Regions from separate parts of the Mus musculus genome. Here region 1 is linked to region 2. A link is a contact called in public HiChIP or PLAC-seq data. All regions are on one chromosome and are shown on one strand. Each heading gives the region's core, a stretch centred on a gene start, on an enhancer-like site or on the middle of the called end of the contact. The rest is flanking DNA. Distances are from core to core; before and after follow the strand shown. Region 1 has its middle 17 kb from the start of Arl4c. Region 2 overlaps Gm19589 (predicted gene, 19589).

Region 1 (3,593 bases), core at 954-3,453, 120 kb before region 2:
TCCACTATTGTTCGGCACTAGCAGTGGCCACTGAGGAGTTTGGGTTTACACGCAAATTCCAGTGTTTAGTTCCTCCTCAGAGGTCTTGTTCAAGCACCTGCTTGAACTTAATCTTACTTTTCATAGAATGTTCTCTGGGCTTAGAGATGCTTCCAGGAAGGTTTCATCTTTTGTTATTAAAGGTTCGGTCTGCCTCTCGAAGGTCTGTACCACACAAATGGCAAGTGTGTTTACATCTCAGGCTTCCTTGGCAGGTAGGTAATTATAGCTTCAGTGCACTGAGATGAAAGAGTGTGGGGGATGCTGATGGCCACTGAAAGCTTCCTTCGTGAGGTGCATGTACTTCCTGTGACCACTATAACAAACTCCATTCTGGCCTTGGCCGTAAGTGTAGCCTGTGTGGGATATGTGCCCACTGTGTGGGGATTATCCCATCCTCTGTGATTATTTGGGCTCTGAAGCGTGCAGGGGTTCCCATGGTGAGACCCCCATATGAGGGCAGTGAGTGAACATGTGTGGAAGAGGCTAAAACATCAGAGATAAATTTGTTCTATATCAGACCCTAGGGGTCACTTATCTTGCCTTAGGAGATTCACTCGCTCTTCAAGGTGCATCCGTATCTCTAGAAAGGCATAGATCTGTTCATGAGGGAGAAGAAAGGTTCCATTGAGAAGCTAATCTCAACACAAGTTTGTGTATGAACCAGTTAGTCCAGATCTCAATAGTGTTATGAAGAGAGGATCCTGAGAGGTCTTTCGGAAGATATCCTGGGATATCTTGGAGGTAGGAGATGTGTGTATAATCAGACAGATGGGGGTAGGGGTGGACATGTCCTCTAATGTAGCAAGGTTTCAGCAGAGAAAACAGATACGGTGGTCTAGATATGTCCCGGCTGCATGGTGATAGGGTGGGAGCCAAGGGCAAGCTGGGGTCTCAGTAAAGAAGAGAATGGTACTGACTCCACAGATGGGAGTCCTCAGGTATTCCTTAAACTCAGAGGTTAGTGTCTTTTGGGGGGACTCCCCAGGATTTGTGGCTCATTGTAGTGCAAGAGTCCTTGAGGGGGTTGATTGGTGGATTCCCCCAAACATCGCTGCTTTGCTGGCCTCTCATCCACATGTGTGTTGTGGAACAGCAGCCTGGGACGCTAGCCCACACTGGGTTGAGTCCTGTCCCTGCCTTGAAGCACTCCATAGCTTTTTAATGAGAGCTGTAAACTTTCAGTCACCTGGGAGCCTGCAAATGGCAGCAGCATTCTAGGCTCAGTGATCACAGTCAGGATGCCACCACCCCATCCTGCTTGCCTATCTCTTGACCATAGTGAAATGATTCTAAAGACCCTGGATTGTGGATGGACCTTTCCTTTCTGTGGCATCCTCAAGGGCCTCTGTAGGGGCTGGGAAGAAGCCAGGGACTCTGTTGCCCAGCCCTATGTGCTGAGTTCTCTAGGGTTTTACAGCATGTGGATGCCCTCTGAGAAGCCCACTTAGCACCTCTCTGAATGCTTGTATTGGCTGCTATTTTCTTCTACATAAAATATTCAGGTTCCCCATCCTGCTCTTGTAACAACCCATTTCCAGCATGATTAATTTGCTCGCTTGAACATGGTCCCTGCCTGGGATATGGCTGCCCCTGAATCCCACCCATGAGTTTGCCATAACTTGTGGCCTCCATCACTGAAAACCTATCGTCTCAGTTTAGTCATGTGTGGTCACAGAAACAAAGGTGACACTTTTCACCATCCCTCAGACAGACTCACTGGTCTGGAGTGGAGCAAGCCTGGTCATTACTGTCTGTAGCTACTGCTCTGAAGGGAGCAAAGTGTGTGTTGGAGACAAATGTTCTGGAATCCTAAAAGACTAGTGGTAGGTAACACCTGGCCACACTCAGGAATGCCTAGTTTGGTCTATCTAACTGCCTGTGTGACAGTATTCTACTAATGGAGACACCCCCAACCCTGAGCAGTCCCATGATGGAGCCCAGAGCAACACTGTGTCTCCAGCTTCACAGTTTGTTTAGACAGAAGACAGAATATCTTCCACTAGACACATGACTTAATCTTTAGTCTTGGGGTGTCCTAAATTTAAATCCTTTGAGAGAACCAAGAAGACGGTTCTCAAAAGCTGGCTCACTATAGTGTACTGACAGTGGTCTTGCTTTATGATGGTACAGGAAACATAAAAACCCACAGCACAAGTGTGACAGCAACACCTGTCAGTTTGCCTTCTGTGATGCAGTTCAGAAACAATTTGAAGGGTAGAAGGGCTCACAATCCTAAGATGGTATCAGAAGAAAGGGGTGGGCATTTTAAGATGAAGTTAGAATGTACCAGCTCAAGGAGTAGTTGTAAAGCCCTTTGTCTCTACTCCACCATGGAGATCTGTGCCCAATTCTAGTTCTACCTACTTCCATAACAACCACTGACCCCTGAGGGTTGGTGTCAAATGGAAGCTTCCCAAGGAGTTTGCCTTCATTACAGAACATGATCCCTCAAGTCTTCAACCCAGCAATTATGGGTCCTGATTCCAAACTAGAATTTAATCGATACTCTCTCATTAGGGCAAGTGTCTACCGGCATCTGCTGAGCCTAGCAACTAAAGTATTTATGACCAGACAAACCTGTTTTGACTGTCCTCTGCTGAAGCTCCATCACAGCCAGCCAGCCATGCCTCACACTGAAAGTTAAATCACTCTGAGCACAGTGTACAGAAACTGTATCCCAATAATCTCAAGGAAATGGAGATTGTAGGAGTCAAAACTCATATCAAAAGGTATACATTCTTCACGGTGCACATTGTCACCTTTCAGGTCTGGGCTGAGTTTATTGTGAATTTCTTAATTCTCTACTGTGGACATCACAATTGGTCAAGCATTGTTGGGAATTCAGGACACCATCTCAGGGAAGGAGCTACAGCACACCCCCAACCCAATCCATCCAAGAGTCTGCTTGGCCTCTCTCCTCTAGCCAGGGAATCTCTTGGGGTGTGTCTCTGATTCCAATTCCTTGTCTCAGGCACTTCCTGCATTTGGTGGCATTCAAAGCTCTGCCATTGAAGGCATCAGTGACTGTGTCCCCTAAGGAACCTCAGCTCCAGACTCTCTGGCTCAGCAGTTCTAAACCTGTGGGTTGTGACCCTTTTTTGGGGGGTCAAATGACATTTTCACAAAGGTCATATATCCTACATGTCAGATATTTACATTGTGATTCATAGCATCAACAAAATTAAAGTTATGAAAGAGCAATGAAATAATTTTAGGGTTAGGGGTCATCACAACATGAGGAACTGTATTAAAGGGTCACAGCACTGGACGATTGAGAACCACTGCTCTGGCTCCTCCAAATTCATTCTTCCCAAACAGTGGTCCATGGAGATCTGAGGTCCCTCATCCCACTGACACTGGTGTCCATCACATGCAGTTGTACCATGTCGCTTCTGTGCCTACTGTCCCCACTGCTGTTGTTGGTGTATGTATTGGCTTGCTTCTCTTCTCCTGGCATACCTATTACCCAGAAGAGTTATTGATATCAATGCTGGCCACCACATGGCTGTATTGGAGGTGGAGAAACCTGGGGCAGAGAATGAGGCAGGGAG
Region 2 (3,846 bases), core at 457-2,956:
TGTGGGAGACACCTGTATCCTGTAAAGGCTGCTTCTCTCAGAGGACCACATCGAGCAGCCCAAGTACCTTGGAGCTCCCTGTTCTCACCAGTGTCCTGGAGTGCTGTCCTTAGCCCAGCTCCCCTTCCTGCTAAAATGTCTGGTTATATTACTGAATGGCAGAGGCCTGGCTTCAGAGATGGTTTCCACCACCACTGGTGTGAGGTGAGAGGAGACAGAATCTCGAGTGATCACAGGGCACAAAGAGATACCTGTCCAAGACACCTTTACCCACTGGTCCAACTCACCTAGAGTAAACATAATAGATGTAAACATGGCTCCTGGGCATCCCTGCACAGATCTGTAATCAGTCATAATACCGTAACTCAGGTTGGCTGGGCTCTGAGCTCCGAAGCTACGCCATATCTCTTCTGTTCATCAGTGCTATCTATAAGGGGTGCTTACCCCAGCAGGTGAAAGCAAATGGCTATCAATGGGGCCTATAGGGAGGAAAGAGTTCTTGCAAGGGATAGATGCTGGACCAGAGCCAAGAACAGCGATGGCTTTAAGACATCATTGGATAAAGTCAGGCTGGGTCTCAGGTCCTGCAGCTGAGTGAGATCATGACTCTGATGGCATGAGGACCCGAAAAGCCTGTCAGAGCAGGGGAATAGAGTAGGATTGCCAGGCCCCAGGGCCAGTGGGTACTATTGTTCACTATTTCTAGATGGTTGAGATGAGCTCTTCTCTTTGCAGTTGAGGACTCTGTAACCTTCCTCATTGTGTATCCAGAGGGTCCAGACTTTCCTAGGGAGCTCTCGGCTCACAACACGATAGCCATGCCACAGGTGTTACTTACTGCTGCGTGGCTATTCTGGCTTTACTCTAATGCTCATGGACTGAAGTATGAGAAGTCCTGCCTAGGAAGGCACAGAGCACAAGCCACACAATGGTTCAGAGAGGCTGTGGCCAGAGTCAGCCTAAAAGCCCAGAGGTCCCATGAGACAGAAGTCTTGGGCTGGGCATGTGGGGAAAATGAATACAGAAGACCAAACTAGAGCCAGATAGCAGGCAGTAGGTGCTGGGACCTAGGCTGAGAGACCGAATGGACATCTATCCCAGGAGAATCTTGGGTTCAAGTGTAAGTTAGCTAGGGAATGTCATGACGAGGGCCTTCCCCTAAAGCTGAGGGCTCTGAGAGCTCTTTCAACACTGGCCACAAGGAAGGCCTTGTCACCATGGTCCAAAGACCAAAGTACTGGACATGGAACCAGTGAATTCCTGGCCCAGGGATCCAGGATCATCTTTTATTTTATTTTTTTTATTTTATTTTATTTTATTTTATTTTATTTTATTTTATTTCAGAGTTCAAACAGTTGGCCACACTGGGTCAGGTACTGGATCTAGCAAGTGTGCACAGTAAACAGGCCCCAAATCCCTACTAGTAAACGTGTCGGGCAAGGACAGTGGCCTTGTTCATGAAAGAGGAAGATGAAAGATGTCTTGGGAGGTGAGAGTTTGGGCAAAGCCAGGGTACATTGTTGAGAACCACACTCTCTAAGAGGACAGTGTAAAGGAAAACCAGTCCTGTGTAGCTACAGATCCCTGGAGAGCTTGTACACTGATCATGTATAATTGTTGCATGTAACCCCTGCAGCAACAGTGGCCAGGGTGTTCTGTTCCATTGTCCAATGGACAGACATGTTAAACAGTAGGCAGAAGCCTGTCCTGCCCCACAGCGCCCTCTTCTGGCCATATGGGAACAGCCTGTTCTCAGGCTCAGTGGTCAGACGTGGGGACTACTCCCAAGTTGGCTGGGTAGAGAGAGACTCTAGGGGAGAAAGCAAGACATGTGTGAGCCTTTGACTTAGAAAGTGAGGCGGAGGGTACTAAGGCAAAGTGAGATAGAAGCTTCTAGCAGATAGATCCTCACCTTGATTGTGTGCGCACACCTGTGTGCAGTACCTTGTCATCTATAGGACAAGAACGACCACTCTGCTCATTCACCTCCTGCAGCAAACGTGGGTTTTGTCAACCTCCCTGACAGGCTAAGCAGCCAACCCAACTGGCAGCCCAGGCTTTGGTGTCCATTCAGGCCTTTCTCAGTCCTGAATTAACTTTTGATTAAAAAGTTTTTATTAAAGTAACATACTTTCTAATCAAATGGAGAATAGGGAAAAATATAGATGCAAAAATAAAAATGAGCCTATCCAGTCTCCAGGATGTGACTCCATTGCCATTTTCATGTGGCTCCTTCCAAACCCTGAGGTAGTATTAGATATTTTACTCTGCAAGTAATATTTTGTTTTCTTCTGTAGCTGGGCATGTGACAGGAAGACTGAATCTCACACACTTTGTTTGATGGCTTTATCATGCACCCCGACCCCCACCTGTCCAGTGGTCATTTCTCAGAGCCTACCCGTTATGAACCATGACATTACAAAAGCTTATATATGAGGCTTAGTGGCTGGGGTGAAGTCCTGGAAGACGGATCACGAGGTGGAAGGGTCTAGGTTTAAGTTACTAGGATGGGACTATCACACCAGGCTATTACATGCTTGCTAGGGATCTGAGCTCAGAGCCTGATTGCATAGCAAGTGCTTTACTCTGGAGCCGTGTCTACAGACGCTGGTGTAGACACGTCACTGTTGTTTTTAATGTGCATCTATTTCATTACCAGAACAGCCGAACATCATGTGCATTTTTCACCGAAGTCTCTGAAGGGCCATTGGATCTGCAGTTCCTTTCCTTACCCATAGAGAACACGGTACCAGAAATACGACCAGAGGACCAATGGGGTCAATGATCACAATAAAGATGAAGGTGGACACCGGCCCACTTGAAAACCAGATCAGCCTTTGAAGAGCATTAGGATTCAATAATGTGCCTATCTCATCCTAGACAAGGTGCTAGAAAGGGCCTGTGGAGAGGTCAGTTGGGGAGCAGGTATTCCCCAGGAAGGGCTCGGTAGCAGAATAGGCTCCTCTGTTGTGCCTATGAACTACCTGTGGTTTTGTCCTGTTGCTGCTAAATGTGCTTGCAGCACATTTATCTTCTATCCGGGTTGGCTTGCCAAACTGATTCACTAAAGGCTATTTGCCTTTTCTCAGCCAGGCTTACAGGGTTTTTCAAAAACTGTTTCAAAGGAGCAAGTGGCAACAGTTGCTGGCATCTTTGATTCCATTGTGCTTAAGGATCTCCGTGGTCCATCCATTGAGCCCTGCACATTGCGAAATTCTCGAGCAGCCCCAGTGTGAGGAAGGAGCCTGGCTTACACAGAGACGATGTCAGTTGCCAAGAACACAAATGGTGTAGGGTCAGGTGGTATGACTCAGGCCAGCACCTCAAAAGCCAGGTCACCCTGAAGTCAAGAGCTGTGACTCAGTGGCTCACATTCCCGAGTCAAGCATTTGGGAAATGAGAGCATTTATTTGGGTTTCTAGCTGCTGTTCCGGAAAGTGTGCTCGAGGTTGCTGATAACGGCTTCTGCAGCAGATTCCAATTTAGGGATGATGAAAAAGCTCCAGGGAGGCCAGGACTCATCACAATACTCTGCTCCGAGAGACATCAAAGGCCACCTGGATTCATCTGTCTGCCTAGAGGCACAGCTGTTCCCAAGAAGAGTCTCATGCTTGATGCTGTTGTTGGTGGTCCTTTCCCCTCCCCGTTCCATTTTGTTTACTTAGTTTTAAAAGCAGGCTGTATTGCTGAAATAGTAAAAAAACAAAACAAACTGTAGTCATTGGGCCAGCTCACCAGTTGAAGGTGTCTGCTGCTAAGACTAACCACTTGAGTTCGATTTCCTAGTACCCATGTGGTAGGAGGGAACTGACAGCTACAAGTCTTCCTCTGACTTCCACAAGTGTG

What was found. HiChIP or PLAC-seq counts read pairs in DNA pulled down with a chosen protein or histone mark.
Region 1: a BATF HiChIP or PLAC-seq map of CD8 T cells shows a contact between it and region 2, with 12 read pairs. The contact joins two enhancer-like sites. A contact is called at or near these places in 1 of 39 promoter capture datasets (neural stem cells), 4 of 15 datasets of contacts at CTCF or cohesin (CD8 T cells, the NIH/3T3 cell line and stem cell-derived epiblast-like cells), 27 of 484 Hi-C or Micro-C datasets (3T3-L1-derived adipocytes, the 4T1 cell line, CD4 T cells and 17 more) and 26 of 115 datasets of contacts at active chromatin or transcription factors (CD4 single positive thymocytes, CD8 T cells, the HPC-7 cell line and 20 more).

The regions. Positions count from the first base shown.
Region 1 is chr1:88,683,536-88,687,128 of GRCm38.p6, reverse strand. No RefSeq gene overlaps it. Among named protein-coding and RNA genes, the nearest start is that of Arl4c, 17 kb to the left of the region's middle. Within about 2 kb of position 2,203, at least 23 of the 459 cell types and tissues checked have an H3K27ac peak or open chromatin away from gene starts, as enhancers often do. A contact at or near this core is called in CD8 T cells and memory CD8 T cells, where this site is marked.
Region 2 is chr1:88,560,416-88,564,261 of GRCm38.p6, reverse strand. It overlaps Gm19589 (predicted gene, 19589), which reads right to left. Exons shown (of 6, transcript NR_037971.2): 6 at 2,096-3,686. Among named protein-coding and RNA genes, the nearest start is that of Gm41912, 7.6 kb to the left of the region's middle. Within about 2 kb of position 1,706, at least 33 of the 459 cell types and tissues checked have an H3K27ac peak or open chromatin away from gene starts, as enhancers often do. A contact at or near this core is called in CD8 T cells and memory CD8 T cells, where this site is marked.